Linked DNA regions of Hordeum vulgare: region 2 is linked to region 1. The links are chromatin contacts, called in public Hi-C maps. All regions are on one chromosome and are shown on one strand. Each heading gives the region's core, a stretch centred on a gene start, on an enhancer-like site or on the middle of the called end of the contact. The rest is flanking DNA. Distances are from core to core; before and after follow the strand shown. Region 1 has its middle 22 kb from the start of LOC123410991. Region 2 has its middle 51 kb from the start of LOC123413293.

Evidence for each region. Hi-C and Micro-C count contacts between places; a contact is called where the count stands out from the background.
Region 2: a contact with region 1 is called in a Hi-C map of leaf, with 7 times the contacts expected there. The contact joins two enhancer-like sites. A contact is called at or near these places in 2 of 6 Hi-C or Micro-C datasets (both in leaf).

What each region holds. Positions count from the first base shown.
Region 1 is chr7H:117,643,042-117,650,704 of MorexV3_pseudomolecules_assembly, reverse strand. No RefSeq gene overlaps it. Among protein-coding and RNA genes, the nearest start is that of LOC123410991, 22 kb to the right of the region's middle. Within about 2 kb of position 4,719, at least 2 of the 3 cell types and tissues checked have open chromatin away from gene starts, as enhancers often do. A contact at or near this core is called in leaf, where this site is marked.
Region 2 is chr7H:117,746,207-117,753,869 of MorexV3_pseudomolecules_assembly, reverse strand. No RefSeq gene overlaps it. Among protein-coding and RNA genes, the nearest start is that of LOC123413293, 51 kb to the left of the region's middle. Within about 2 kb of position 2,904, at least 2 of the 3 cell types and tissues checked have open chromatin away from gene starts, as enhancers often do. A contact at or near this core is called in leaf, where this site is marked.

The DNA of each region.
Region 1 (7,663 bases), core at 3,470-5,969:
AGGATCCCGCCCCGAGATCTAGAATTGAAAGAACTCACGATATTCAAAATGGAGACGATTCTCGCGTTCCTAAGTGGCTTCTTTATCGTAATGGTGTGACCACTTAACTTTGAGGAATTTGATAGACTTGTTGCGAGTCATGCGTGCGGTCTCTTCAAGAATAGCAACTAGATGCTCATGATAAGAAAGGTGTGCTTGGAGATCAATGTCTTGGAAGTCAATGGTGTGCTCGGGAGTCTTGAAACACTTTCGGAGCTGAGATACATGAAATACATCATGCACATTGGAGAAATTGGGAGGAAGCTCTAGTTGATAGGCAAGGTCTCCTCTTTTGCCAACAATCTTGAAAGGACCCACGAAACATGGTGCAAGCTTCCCTTTGATGCCAAAACGCCAAGTACCCTTCATGGGAGATACCGGCAAATAAACAAAGTCATCAATTTGAAATGTGAAGTCACCATTCATGCTATTACAGGAACTCTTCTGACGGGGTTGAACAACTTTGAGATTATCCCGAATGACACGACACATTTCTTCTGCTTCAGGATCATCTCATTCCCAAGAATTTGACGCTCACCGGTTTTCGACCAATTGAGCAGGGTACGACACTTCCTGCCATAGAGAATCTCTAATGGGGCCTTGCCTGAACTTGCTTGAAAACTATTGTTGTAGGAGAATTCAGCAAACGGGAAGCAATCTTCCCACTTCATGCCAAACATTCTACCACATACAAGGCACATCCCCACACACACTCAATCAACATACATGATGCAACAAAATTGGAATGGATGCTATGATGCCATGATGCACAAGAGAATGCCATGATCACAATTCTTATTAAGTGAACGCAAAGTGACAAGCATACAATGTTACACATGGAACTGCTACAAGGATTGCACTTGGGTTGTTACATGTGGGCAGGGGGTTGGCGCCGGTATCGGCATGGCGGACGACGGGAGAAGTGGTGTTCTACCGTGCGTGCGTCGAATCTCGGCGAAAAGGCATTTCTCGCGTGACAGTGGTGGTTCACAAGCCACTTTCCCTTCTGCCGGAGCCCCCAAGTTCCCCTAGCGCGCTAGGTTCAACCTAGGATCGCCGGGCCCAAAAAGGCCTGACCCGGCGGAATTCGACGTCCTAGGGGCGCGAGTGGGGGAGTTTTTTTGCGCCAGCGGAAATAAAGACGCCTTGGAGGCGACGGTTGGGGTGCGGCTGGAGATGCTCTTGGAGCAACTCCAAGAGACGCGCTATCTTAGCGGCGCGCTGCCACTTCTTGCGCGCGCGGACCCGAGTCAGGCGCTCCAGCAGACGCGCTATCGCGCGTGCTGTAAAGTTGGTTGCGCGCACGGAGCAAAACAACATCCCGCGTTGAACAACAATCATTCGCACGAGCGAGACCTACTACCCCTTCCGGCCGCCCCGCCTACGTCCTGTCACACGCCGCCGACGACGAAATCGACCGATGGACCGCGCTGGCGACATCCCCCAACCCATCCCTAAACTCGCGACTCCTCCGCTGCCGCTGCCGCCGGCGACGCAAACCCTAGCACGGGGTTAAGCTGTGACTTCTCCGTCGGTGCTCCTCCTCCTAGCAGCGGCCTCGCTCGTGGCTTATTCATGACGCCACGGACGATCGTGCTGGATGGCGTCGCGCCGTCGCCCGCCATGTACCCACGGGCTCCCGTCTCCAAGCGATATGATGCGTGCAAAAAAAGGCAATTTCGGCGATGTAAAAGTATTTTAGCGCGATGTCGTTGCGCGCCTGTTGGACCGCTCTTACACGCACAAAAGGTGGCAACCCACATCTCCGCTCTTGTGGCTGATAGGGAGAATTGGTACAGTAAGCAAACATATTCTTTATTTAAAATAATAATACTAGTAAGGGCTCCTTTGATTCAAAGGAATTCTAGAGGATTGAAATCCTTAAGATTTTTTCCTACATTGGTCCTTTGATTCATAGGATTGGATCTCATAGGATTTTTTTTCTATGTAATCTTTTGTACTACATTTTATAGAAAATCTAACATCAACTCCAACCTCTTTTTACAATTTCTTTGTTTTTCCTATGACGTCAAACACTCCTTGCTAATCCTATAGAGTTCAAATGGACATGCCACTTCAACCCTCTACTTTTTCTATTCTTGCGTTTTCAAAATCCCACGGATCAAAGAGGCCCTAAACTATTTTGATGGGAGACCTAATTCTTGTCATGTTCTTCGTGGCCTGTAAAAAATTACAAACTGGGTAATATTTATGGAATGGCATGCTTGGCCTGAATCAGAAAGGGCATAGGTAGAACAAATTACTATTATAGGACGGTGGCTGTATCCGGTATCCGAGTAGAGCAAGGGCCGATGACACCTATACTATACTTTCACTAGATAAGGCAGGCAGCCACCATCAACACATCATATAGTGTTTTGGTCCATAACCATGAGCGGTTTGGCTGGTTCTATCCTTGTTAGGCTGCCTCTATTTGCAACTGGCATCAGCGGGATTAGGCTATGACTAGTTCTAATCCAAACTAAATCCTCACCAGACGACCGTATACACGGTTAGCTGGCCCAATCATCGTCGGCCCCTCGTTTTCAGACAACGTACGTGGGAAATTTTGACGAGGTTGAGCTCCATGGAAATTTTCCTATGTTGCAGAAGTCACAGCTTCGGTTGTGGTCCCTGCGATTTAAATTAAAATGATATTAGTTGTTTAAGTAATGAGCAATGGTATATACTACTCCTTGGTTACATAGTATATGCTCACCAACTCTGTTCTTCGTGACCTGTAGAAATATTGCAGGCTCTAGGTAACATTTATGGGACAAGAGTTGATATAGAAAGGGACAAGAGCTGATGCCCAATTTGTGTTTTTTTTTTTGGGCAATGGTTAAGTAAGACATAGGTTGAAGCAAACTACTATTATAGGACAGTGCTTGTATCCCAGTGGAGCAAGTGCAGACGACACCTATACTTTCAGCAGATAATTCGGCAGCCACCATACTAAAACAGAATGCAGGGTTTTGGTCCATAACCACCAGCAGTTTAACTGGTCCTATCCTACATGCACCTAGGCTGGCTCTGTTTGCGACTTGCATAAGTGGGATTAGGCTATGACTTAGTTTACATCTAAACAAAATCTAAAGCAGATGACCATGTATAATACACAATCATCATCGACCCCTCGTTTACAAAAGGCATATATGCCAAAAAATCGTGAGACTGAACTCACGGAAATTTTCCTATGGAATTACATACACAATAGGGCATATAAATGTTCTTTTGGTTTTTATTCACACAAAGCAAACATGCTACATACTCCCTCCGTTCCTAAATATAAGTCTTTTAAGCGATTTCACTAACGGTCTACATACGGAGCAAAATGATTGAATCTATACTCTAAAGTATGTCTATATACATCCGTATGTAGTCCACTAGTGAAATCTCTATAAAGACTTATATTTTGAAACGGAGGGAGTAGAAAATTATCTTAAAATATAATCCGCGGTGGCCACGACCAAGGAACCTCAGAGGGAAACGAAAAAAGTTTTTAGCGTGGATCGACGCCTGCCTAGTTGAGGAGGAGGCTGCCGAGGCTGCCGCGAAGGGCAGGGTGGTCGAGGAGGATGTGGATGCCTTGGACAAGAATAAGGTGAGTTCGACAGCCCGCTCATCGGAGGGAGCCCTGGAGGCATATGCTTCAGCGAGAGGGCAAGAATAGCCTCCTTCACCTCCGCAAAGCACGGACAAAGTTGGATTTTGGACGGGGGAAGACGGTTGTGTGGTCTACACCCTCACTCATCGGGAAAAACAACAGTTGTGTAACACGGTGACGCGGTGGCGGTGGCCTTCATGGGACTCGAGCGACAGAGGCCTCCCGTCATGAAGGTAGGCGAACAGACGAATGTCGTTTCAATACGAAAAGAAGTCGTATGCAGCGGGCAACGCTCTTTACCTGTGAGCCGCTTCAATGCCGGCTCCAATGACGGTTGCGTCCACTCTGGACCGGCATGAACGCGGGCAAGTGGTTTCGGAGGGGTAAACGCGTGGTCGTAGGTAAGGGGTTTTTGGTGGACCGGGTAAAGCGTTTCAGACGCGTGCAACCTCGCCCTTAGTTTGTCTTCGGGTTGCAGAAATAACCACGTCTAGACCACTAAACAAATCGATGCAGGATCATGTTAGATGAGAAAACATGTCCTAACCACGCGGTCCAGATGGTTACGTGCGATTTGAGGGTTGAAGTTGGAGATACCCTAAAGAATAACAATGCTTGTGTGCAGGCACAGGGTTTCAACCTCTTTTTGAAAAAACAACAACAGGGCAGGCAGTCTCCATACTAAACACCATGCAGGGTTTTGGTGTTTTGGTCTATAACCACCAGCAGCTTAACCGTTCCCATCCCGCCTGCATCTACTCTGGTTCTGTTTTGCAGGTAGCACAAATAGGATTAGACCATGACCAAGTTTAGACCTAAACTAAATCCTGAGCAGACGACCATACATGTATAATGCACAAGTCAGCTGCCCCAATCATCGTCGCCCCCTCGTTTTCAGATTGCGAAAGGCGACAAGTGCAGTCGGTAGAGATAGTTTCATAAGACATCCGCAGCTTTCTCGCTCTCGGCGCCGGGCAGAGAGAATCAAATGGTCGACGCTGATGTATGTACACTGAGAGGTCGTCAAATGCGACGAGGAGGCAGTCCCTGCCCCGCGGCTGTCGTGAAAGCCACATCGCTCGCATAATTGCGTGGAGAAAATTTCGTGCGTGCGTGCGTGTACTGTGTGTATGCTCTCACCAGCTCCGTGAGTTGATTGATCCAATCCAACAGGGAGCTGCTAGCTAGTTGGATTTTTCTTTGGGAAAGGGGCATCTTTCAAAGTTTTCTCACGGCGAACAGTCGGATATGGAAAGGATCCGACTGTCTATTTCGTAGCGTACGTATCAGATGACGACGGAATAGTCAGTAGCTGGAGCTTCATGTATTATTCGTTCGTAAGACCAACTCCGACGAAGCTGATCCAAACGTACGATGTTTTTGTTTGTTTTTTATCAATTTGGATCGGTCGTCCGTCCGATGTTCGTCCTGTTTTAGATTTAGGTCGGCAGTGCGTCCAACGCTTCGGCCCATTTCATGTTCACACATAATTTTTAAAAAAGGTCTGCGGCCATAGATCATGCCAGCAGCCATGTCTTATGCTCGCACCATGCGAGCGCCGGCATACAATCACCACACAGTTCATGTTGACGCACTCGTCAGCGGCCGGCACACCAGCACACAAAAAGGGGTGGGACTTGAGTTCGACCACGCCAACGCGGCCCCGTGGTCATGCCAGCACATCTGTCGGCATACAAAAAGGCCTGCGGCCATAGATCACTCCTCATCGAACTTGAGCATGTCGGCCTGCATCTTCTCGAACCACGGCCTCTTCCTTAGCGACACGGTGTTGAGATCCACCTTCATGATCTCTTCCCCGGTCATCATGCTCGCGAGAGCCACTTCTTTCGCCTTGGTCTTGGTATCGGCAACCTTGATCTCTAGCATCTTGGCTTGTTTCTCCGCCTTCATCTCAAGCATCTTGACTTGCTTCTCTGCGTCCATCTCAAGCCTCCTCCTTTGGATCTCCATGAAGGCGTTCATTTGCTCTTGTTTGTAACATCGGCGCTCCTCCTTCCTTGAGTCCTTCTTGCTCATCATGCCCTCCACGCTTGCGATCAAGGCGTTCGACGCCGCATCCCGCTTGTCCTCCTCCTTGGAGTTGGTCTTCCCCCTCGGCCGTGCGTTCTCGCCGTCCCCAACCTCCTCCACGGTTTGCTTCCCCCCACGCGACTTGAGGGCGGCATATTGCGCCTTGAACTTCTCCTCGTCTTTGATGACCCTAAAGCAACGGGGATGGGGCGGGAGCGTGCGCGGGCGGGAGGGTTTTTGGGGAAAATGGAGGGAAATGATGGAGGTTGTCACCGACCAGCGGGCCCAGCGAAGGAGAAGGCGAGCACGCGCGCGTCCGTCTCGTGTTCGCACCGACGCAAAATCCGGCTTAAAGATGGACCGGGAATGGGTCGGCCCTTCACTTTTTCAAGCAAGGCGGTCGACGCCGCGTCCCTCTTGTCCTCGAGGCTGGGAATCGGCTGCGTGGAAGACGCGTGCGGCGACTCTGGCAGCATCATCCGAGGATATGCTGACGAGCCCGTGCTGGCCGTGACCGCGGCACGGCGGTGACAAGCCCGTGCTCGCTTGGGTTTACCCCTAGGTACAACAAGGCCTCCCTCATTGCCGCCTTCACCCGGGCATTGGTATCTTCCTGCTGCACGGCAACGACGATGGCGGCAGCGGCAGCTGCCTTGCCCCTTGCATCCTGCATGTGCCTCCGGCCCTTCTTCTTGGCCTACTCCACGTCCCGCTCCTCGGGCATCAACAACTCCTTCCTCTTCTTCTTGGGCGGCGCAGCGGCCTTGCGGGGAGTGCGGGACTTGCCTCTGGCTTCGTTGGCAGCGTCGGACGAGGCGAGGGGGCCGATGGCGGCAGCGGCCTTGAGGTCGTCGTCCATGGCAGTGGGAGCGGGCGCGGGAGCGAGCAGGAGGGTTTGCGGAAAATGGAGGGAAAAAGTGGCCACTTTGTCGCCGACTTGTGGGTCAGGGAGGGGAGTAGGCGCGTGTCCCGCGCGTCCGCTTTGTATCCACACTGATGCAAATCAGACTCAAAATTGGACCGGAAATGGATCGGCAAGCGGACAAAAAGCGGACACGCATCCGTTTGGGTCGGCGCGTTGGGTCAACGTTTTGTCCGTGCGAACTCAAACGGACATCGACGGACGAAATGGTTCGTCGCGTTGGAGTTGCTCTTACAACGCACATCAACTTTGGAAAAATAAAGCTATCAAGGTTCGTTGACTGTCACATTGATCAAAGGAATTCCGATGGTAGCAATATAATGCTTAATTGTGGACTATGGAACCGCGTGGGAAAAAACACAAACACCTATCATTTGTCTTAATAGCCCAACTAGGGCAAAATGTGCCGACATACAGGAGAACATAAACACAAAAAGTTACATTACATGTTGAGTATCAGATGAAATTACCAAAACACATGAGCAGATCCCCAAAATTATAACCAATGATCAGAAATAAAAAATGGCAACAATATTCTTTCTTGCATACAAGTCCACGAAAAAGAAGAGGAAATCAGGTTCTCCATAGAGACGAGTAAAACGCCATACATCACTTTGATTGTTGCCTACAAACACATCAATGTAGTTGCTCATCTTGTGTCGCAATGAAACAACCACATCCTTCTTTCAGAGTAGGAGCAAACCCCCACTCTTTCCATCACTGCCAACCACTTTCTTATAATCCATCCCTATCTTACGGCGCAAACATTCTGCAGGCCACTCCTCGAGGTGAGTTTCCGACAGAAAGATCAAATCCGGATCACTCCGCTTAACCAGTTTTAGCAGAGCCCGGATAGCCGTGAGTTTTTGGAACCCATGGCCATTGTAGCTTAGTATTTTCATTGTGTCCGGTCAACCCTCGACCCAGGAGTTGCCGATGTCTTAGGTTGATTCACAGCATCACTTGTCTTTGCCTTCTTCTGAACTTGTATCTTCTCCGATGTAGACACAGTCTTTGATCCATCACCATTGACCGTATCGTTTGCCAACAATCCTGCCAGAAGA
Region 2 (7,663 bases), core at 1,655-4,154, 100 kb before region 1:
AAAAAGCTTCTGACGTTCCCTGAAATCAACCCGCAGTCCGGATTTAATTCAGAAAATGAATCTTTTTTTTTTGCATTTTTCAAAAAAACCCCTGATGTTTCAGGTAATCAACCCGCGCTCCGTATTTAAGTCAGCCGAAACGTCTTTTTTCGTTTTAACAAAAAAAAAATCCGACTTTTCAGTTAATCAATCCACATTTTATCTAAAACAAAATTATCCATATCTTTTAAACCGTAACTCCGACTTTAACATGTTATATATGAAATTTAATTAAAAAATGTGTAGAATCTAAATAGGATGTTATTTTTAGCTGTTGAATACTTCTTAAATATTATTTTTGATGCAAACTTAATCTGTAGTGCATGGTTTTTTTTTCTCTCTTTCCGACAACGATACGAATTGCAATAAACATCCATTAAATTAAAACCAAATTGAAAGGAAAGAAAACATCTTTAACCACACATGCACATCTTTGGAAAACCTCATGGGGGAGAAACAACATATTTCTCATCTTATTCCGAGTGACTGTACATTCAAACGTGTTTTCGTTGTGTGAGCACTAAGGCCATCGTCGGCAACACAAATGTGATGCCATGTATAAATATATTGCGTTCAGAGCATGTGTTATTTTCTCTTCCGTTACAACGTACGGGCTCTCTTGGTAGTACATCTTACACTATGGTTCTTTGTGTGCACATATTGCCCTATATGAGACATCTTAAACTGCCAAGTGAAGAAGGGCTTATCTTATGTATGGCAAAGTATTTAGGCCGGCATCCAAATGTTAAAGAAGGGATGTATTTGAAGAGTAGAATATGGAGAAAAGATCAATATTTGGATAGAGTGCTGGATTTCGAACAATGCTTCAAAGAAAGTTATTACACTTTAGGGAAACCAAATACTCACGAACGTTGGAAAGTTAAAAGCATCTAGAGTCGAACCTTTCAAATGACCACTCGTATGTCCGCGAATGCGTCCCATCATTGACGAAATAGTAGAGAGAAGGAAAAAGTTGATCCACCCGGACCCCTCATATCATGCCTATGTGTCCGTGATGTCCGTAAACCCTTATATCCATCTCAAATACGGGAAGGATATAAGGGCTCATGAACGTGACCGGACATGCCCGGTCAGTCCGTCACATAGTATGTGACCCACCCGGGACCACCTTTATCTTTTCTTTATTAATTCTTTTTTTTCTCTCTTCCTCTTCATCAATCAAGTGAAATTGATCGGATATATGAGGAAAAAAATGAAAAGCATGGGAGCGTGAACGGACAAATAAGGGATATATCCGGTCATTGATCGAACGCGTTTAAGAACGTTTGAGGGACCGAATTTGTGAGCTCCGTTTGTAGATGCTCTAATTGATCCGGAAGAGTCGGATGAGATGCTAGTCGGGGAAAATTTCTGGCCAAACTAAAAGAGACGAAGGATTATGTCGAATAGCATCATGAAGAGCGAATTTTTCTCGGTACGTTCGGCTTATTACTTTGGAAGAATTCATGGAATATGAAAATACCGGCCAAAGTGAAAATCTTTACATGAAGATGTCAGGTGTCTACACAACGCCATCCCTTGTTATATGTTCTTAGAACATCTAGAACCGGATTCCTTAAACCTTTTTTAAATGTCCGGGCAGGCCGCTCGATCATAATCTGATCATGAAAATGTGATTCAGACGACCTCAAAATTCCGGGCTGACCTGCACCCTTCATTTCCAGCCTAAATATGAGACGGATATGGGGGAGCCCGGACGCGCTCAGGCGCGCCCGGACACGCCCGCCACGTCGGCCTGACGGCTTGACCCTACATGGACTCGCCAGAAAACCCGACGGTCCGACGGACGCCTCGATCATCGACACGGTGTGAACGCTGCGTGGCGCCGCTCCGACTCCCCGCCCTTATCCATAGCCGACTATCTTAGCCGGCCGGCGTCTCGAGCCCTAGCACATCCACCTCCTTCCTTCCGCCGTGTCATGCCCCCACACCATCGGCACTACACAATCTAGCACCGTCTCTGACTCCTTGAGTAGGTTTGGATCCGGAGGAAGGCAGGGCTACCTCTGGATCTGGAGGAGGATTCCCACGAGGTGGAGGATGAATAGGAGGATGAGCTGGGGGTGGAAGAGGAGGAGGAGCAGGAGCCGACGGAAGAGGCGCCGCCGCTAGCTGTGATGGAGGACCAGTAGGATTCTGCGGAGAAGGCGCCACCGCTAACTGTGGGGGAGCAGGAGCAGGAGCCGGCGGAGGAGGCACCGTCGCTGGATATGGGGAGGAGGAGGCGTCGGCGGTCGTGGATCTGTGGCCCGAGCAGCTGGCCATCCTCAACTCCATCCGCTCGAAGGCAGTTGCGGAGGCCATACGGCTTCATCGACTCCAGATGGAGGCGGCGCGGGCGACACATGCGACTCAGGCCATCTTTGACGACGACGATGAGTAATACTCCCTCCGTTTCAAAATAAGTGTCTCAACTTTATACTAACTCCAATACAAAATTATACTAAGCTTGAAACACTTGTTTTGAAACGAAAAGAGTATACTACTACGTAGTACGTAGACGTTTTATTTTGCATGCTTGTGTATGAAAATAGGGGATGAAATATGTGGATGCCAAAAAAAATTAAGACGTGATCGCTCATAGTCACGCGCGTGCGCTGATATTTAGGATTTGCAAATCCCGTTATAGATGCTCTTATGAATAGCCACATCGGACGAGTGAATGCCCTATACATCACATCAGGACGGAGGTAGTACTGTAGGACGCAAGCACCAGACACGACACGGGAGGGATCACAATCAGACGGCAGCAGCGTCGACGAATTATTGCGCTTGACCATAGACACACAGAAACAGAAACAGAAAGAGAGGGAGATGGCGGCTGCACGGTCAGCTTCAGGGAGCGCCTTTGAGTGCCGCGGAATCAACCCGCATGGCTCCAAGACTGCACACAACACTCAACAGCAGCAACTAACACAAAGCGCGCGCGGATTTGCTCGTCCCGCTAACGATCCAACGCTGACGCCTTAACCCTCCCTCACCAAATAAAGCAAGGGTTTGGTCGATCGTGCAGACGGGGTGGATTCGTCGGTGGTCATTAGGAACAAGTTGATGATGAATCTCGTCGGTGACGGTGAGTAAGCACGTTGCTAGTGAGAGTGGGGCCGCAAAGGGAGTGCACGTAGGAGGTCTCTGTTTTTTACTGTCAGGACTTAGGAGTACATCACGTCAGATACAACCTGCATGTTTGGTACAGATACAACTCTATACCTACCTACGTGCATGCATGCCCAAAGCCCATCCGTACGAGAAAGTAACCATCGTCTTCGTTTTGGCTCGTTGCCCGGATCGGGATCGGGCCGCGTGTGTACCATGGCAGCGACAAATGCGGTTATGCTACTGGTTGGTCGACAGACAGCTGAGACAAGGCTTGAGACTGGAGACCGAATGCGCGGCCTGCTCCCACTGATCTCGACGACGAAGACGATACGTGGAAAGAAGAATCGGAGATGTACCGTCCTCAGTCCGCGAGCGGCCAAGCATATGCTCCTGCGTCGAACAGCGAACGAGTCGGCCGGTCCTGCGGCACCAAACAGTGGGTGCCCTGCCGCTGCAGACGAACACCGGCTGTTTGCTTGGTGCGCCGTCGGCTTCCGTTTCTCGCCTTTTTGATCGTTGCGCGGTGGTTTTCGAGCTTTCTAGGGCTCCGCTTTCCGTTCTGAGGTTGTGGTTGGCAGGGATCTCTTTATGATGGGTCCGTGGCTCTCATAATAATATGCATACATGCTCTGATCGTTTTTTCAAAAAGGAAGAAAAACTGCTGTTCCGATCTTCGTAGTTGGGCATTCAGAATATCACTGCTTGCATGTCTATTTTTTTTGCGAATATGTAAAGGTTTTTTTTTTTGCATGGGCGAATATGCAAAGGTTACACATCATTTCATTGATAAAAAACTAGCAAAAGGACCCGTGCGTTGCAACGGAAAAAAAAAGAACACCACACGTTCTTAGTTTACAAAAAATGTTCTATAATCCGAGAATTTGTAGCGACGGTCCAAACGAAGATGGTCTTAGGCTACAAAAGCGCAATTCAATATTTCACAGGTCTTCTATTTCGACACGACTTACATGTAGATTTCATACGTACCAAGAAACGGTCAAGTGATCTTCATTTTTGTCTCCAATCCTGATTTTGCTGAAATGTTTATTTCCAATCCGGATCAGTATGGGTATGAAAGAAAGTCGGATAATGCATTATTGATTAAGATTACATTATGGTTAGTATTTTTTTTGAAGTGGTTAATAGGTAAAAATAACATCATATTTAGATTCTGCATATTTTTCTAATCAAATTCTATACATGACATTGTTAAATTTAAAGTTACGGTTTAGAAGATATGAGTATTTAAAAAAATAATTGACATGTACTGTGGGTTTAATGTAAAAAACATTAGGATGTTCCTACAAAACAACATGGCGAATTAAAAATACCTATTCCCTTTATTAATAGGTATAGATGGTTAGAATGATTACCGTAAATGATACAATACATGACGTAGATACAAAAGACGTAGATATGATGTACGAAAAAAGAAGACATAAGATACTTGATAAAAAAACACAGCTAAACTCCCTCACGGAGAAAACATAGTAAAAAACACTACCTGCCTGTCCGACTAAAACATGGTAAGGTCACCCTTAGGCCCTAGGATGATTACTTATGTAATCCAAGAACATGACTACTTTTGCCTGCATTCTGGTGTGACGATTGTGAATGTGTTCCACGTGGCAAGATTCCAAGATCCATGGAGAGAACCCAAACTACTTGATTTATGTTGAAAGAACCTCATCGATTTAATTAGCAGCGGTTCTTGCCCGAGTTAGAGCATCTCCAGCCATTCGATCCCAAAAACGTTTTTAGACGAAAATTAATGTCTTTTGAGGATTCGCCGATGCTTTTTTCGTGTGTGTGTGGGGGGGGGGGGGGGCTCTGGCTCCCAGCCGTTCCTCTAAGTTCACCCCCAGTTATTGAGTACCAACTCAAATTCGTTACTTCGTCACATATTCAACAATTTTTTTTATCACAGAGTTTATCATAAAAATCAATACAAATCAAATAGTTCAACAAAGCAAGCTCATAATTTGAACACAAATTAAAACACATCGAACTAGGCGTTGCTCTTGAGCCTCCATAGGGCTCCACTAGATCGTGATGCAGTTCTTGATGCACCTCTGTGTCTCGGATCTCCCGACGCATATTGAGGAAGGCAGCCCATGCCGCCGGTACCTGGTGATCAACAGCTGCAAGATGAACCTGCCTTAAATACATTTCAATGTCAAACTAAAAGCACAATTGCCCCTTAAGGTGGTTTTGATAATTGATCAAAATATATGCACCATTGGACTAATGATCTTATTCTTATCCAATTATATTTCAGAAAAGTTCAAAGATGCCTTGGCCATACGATTGTGAGGAGAAACACCTTGATGATGGAAATGAATATGATTGGCTCAAGCTTCAAGCAAGAAGACTCTACATTTTACATTTGTGAGAAATCACTTTTGAGTCCATAGGAAAGCCAATACTAATAGAAGGGGGTGAGGTATTATGATGAATTGGTTGCTCAAGTGCTTAGAGATAGCCACCAAAAATATTCACTAATTCTCCCACAAAACATCTCTGTCCAAAGCTAAACTAGCAAAATCGGTGCCACCAACTTTTTCCGCTCGTCCCTACTGATTTTCCACCAGACAGATCCTATGCCAAACCCCCCTACCATCTCGGTACAACCAACATTCCATATCGATGCCACTGAGATCGGTGCCCAACTTTCTATTGAGCTAATTCCAAGAATTGGAATTTCCAATTGGCTTGGCTACCCAAATGGTTCTTTTCTTGACACCACTTTGAGTATCAACAAACTTGGCAAACACATTGCCAATCTTATCCTTACCAAGAGAATATATATCACAATAATGATTGGGTTGGATAAATCACCTCTCGTGCAAGAAGAAGCGAAGTGGCCCTTCTCACGAGATAAGTAGCAACATCTACCCTTTACTTTCTTCCCAATTGATTTCTCAACTTGAGAAATGTTGGTTTGGGTCTTCTTGGGAAGAGGCCTTTCTTCAACTTAAAGTTGAGTATGTGATTGAACTTGTGGCCGCTTCCCTTGTTGCTTGTGACTTTGGGGCTTCTTCTTTAATGGGCAAGATCTAACATGATGCCCTACAATTTTGCACTTGAAGCAACCAATCTTGGCCAAATTGTTGACTTGTTCTTGTCCCTTCTTCTTGATGCTTTTGGACTTGTTCTTCTTGTTAGAGTTGAACCCAAGTCCATCTTTGTCAATTGGGGATTTATGCCCACACAAGACATTGTTGAGTGTGGACATCCCTTCCCGACTCTTTTCCAAATCTTTCTTCAATGAAGTGACTTGGGCCTTGAGCTCTTCGATTTCCTCTACATGGTTAGTATCAACACAAGTACTAGAGGAAGTATAAGCTTCATTATTAGAGCAACAAGTCAAGGAAAGTAATTCATCACAACATGTAGCAACATTATGAGTAGTTGAATTAAGAGGACTAGCACATGGCAATATAGCATTTTGAGCAGAAGTAGTGCTAATGTCCACATGAGGCTTACTTGATGTTACCTTGGTAGTAGTAGCCTCATGAGCTAATTTTAACACATTATGGGATACTAGAATATTATCATGGGAGCTTGTGAGCTTGTGATCATCATCATTATCATCATCCTCATTATCATCATCGTCAAGAGATATATTGGGATTCAAGGTAGGAGATACCTTTGAAGCCTTAGCCATAAGGCAAAAGTGAGAAACAATAGATGATGATGTAGGATCTTTTGAAGCGTCATTCAAGGCCACATATTGTTCCATGGAGTGATGGATTTCCTCTATATTGTTAGCACAACAACTCGAGGAAATAGATACATTTTAATCATGGCAACAAGATATACAAAGCATATCATCATGAGATTTAGTCAAGCAGTTCTTACATGATATGCAATGACTATAAACACAAGCATGTAAAACATTTATAGTGCTCGAAGTGTTAACGCCCAAAGATGAAGCATTGCAATAATATAGTGATGAAGGATCATCAAGAATAAGCCCACTATCATCATTGCAATGATCACCACTACTCACCATATCATTACCTTGTGGCAATCCACATGTAGGTGAAGTAGATGAAGTTGAGAAGACCACACGACTGGAGGTGGAGGGAGAACAATCATTCCCACAAATCTTGGACACACTATATTTATCTTTAAGCTTTGTCCACAGCTCATGAGCATCCCAGAATGGCATGAGTTGAAATATAAATACATTGCTCAAAGCATCAAAAAGCACATTAGAAGCTTGAGCATTGAGATAAGAGTTTTTCTCATCCTCTAAAGATATATTTTGAGAATCCTTTGGAGGAGAAAAACCCATATCTACAATTCACTCTAAATTTGGGTCCATGACCCTAAAGTGATTAAGCATGCGAATTACCCAAACATCAAAATTTGTGTCGTCGAAACTAAGAGTGTTAGAGTATCCTAAACCCCTAGTCGACATCCTTACTCTCTAGGTGGTTAATCCTAATAATGATAGACCTAGATCTAATACCAATTGAAAGGACGTGGATGTCGCCTA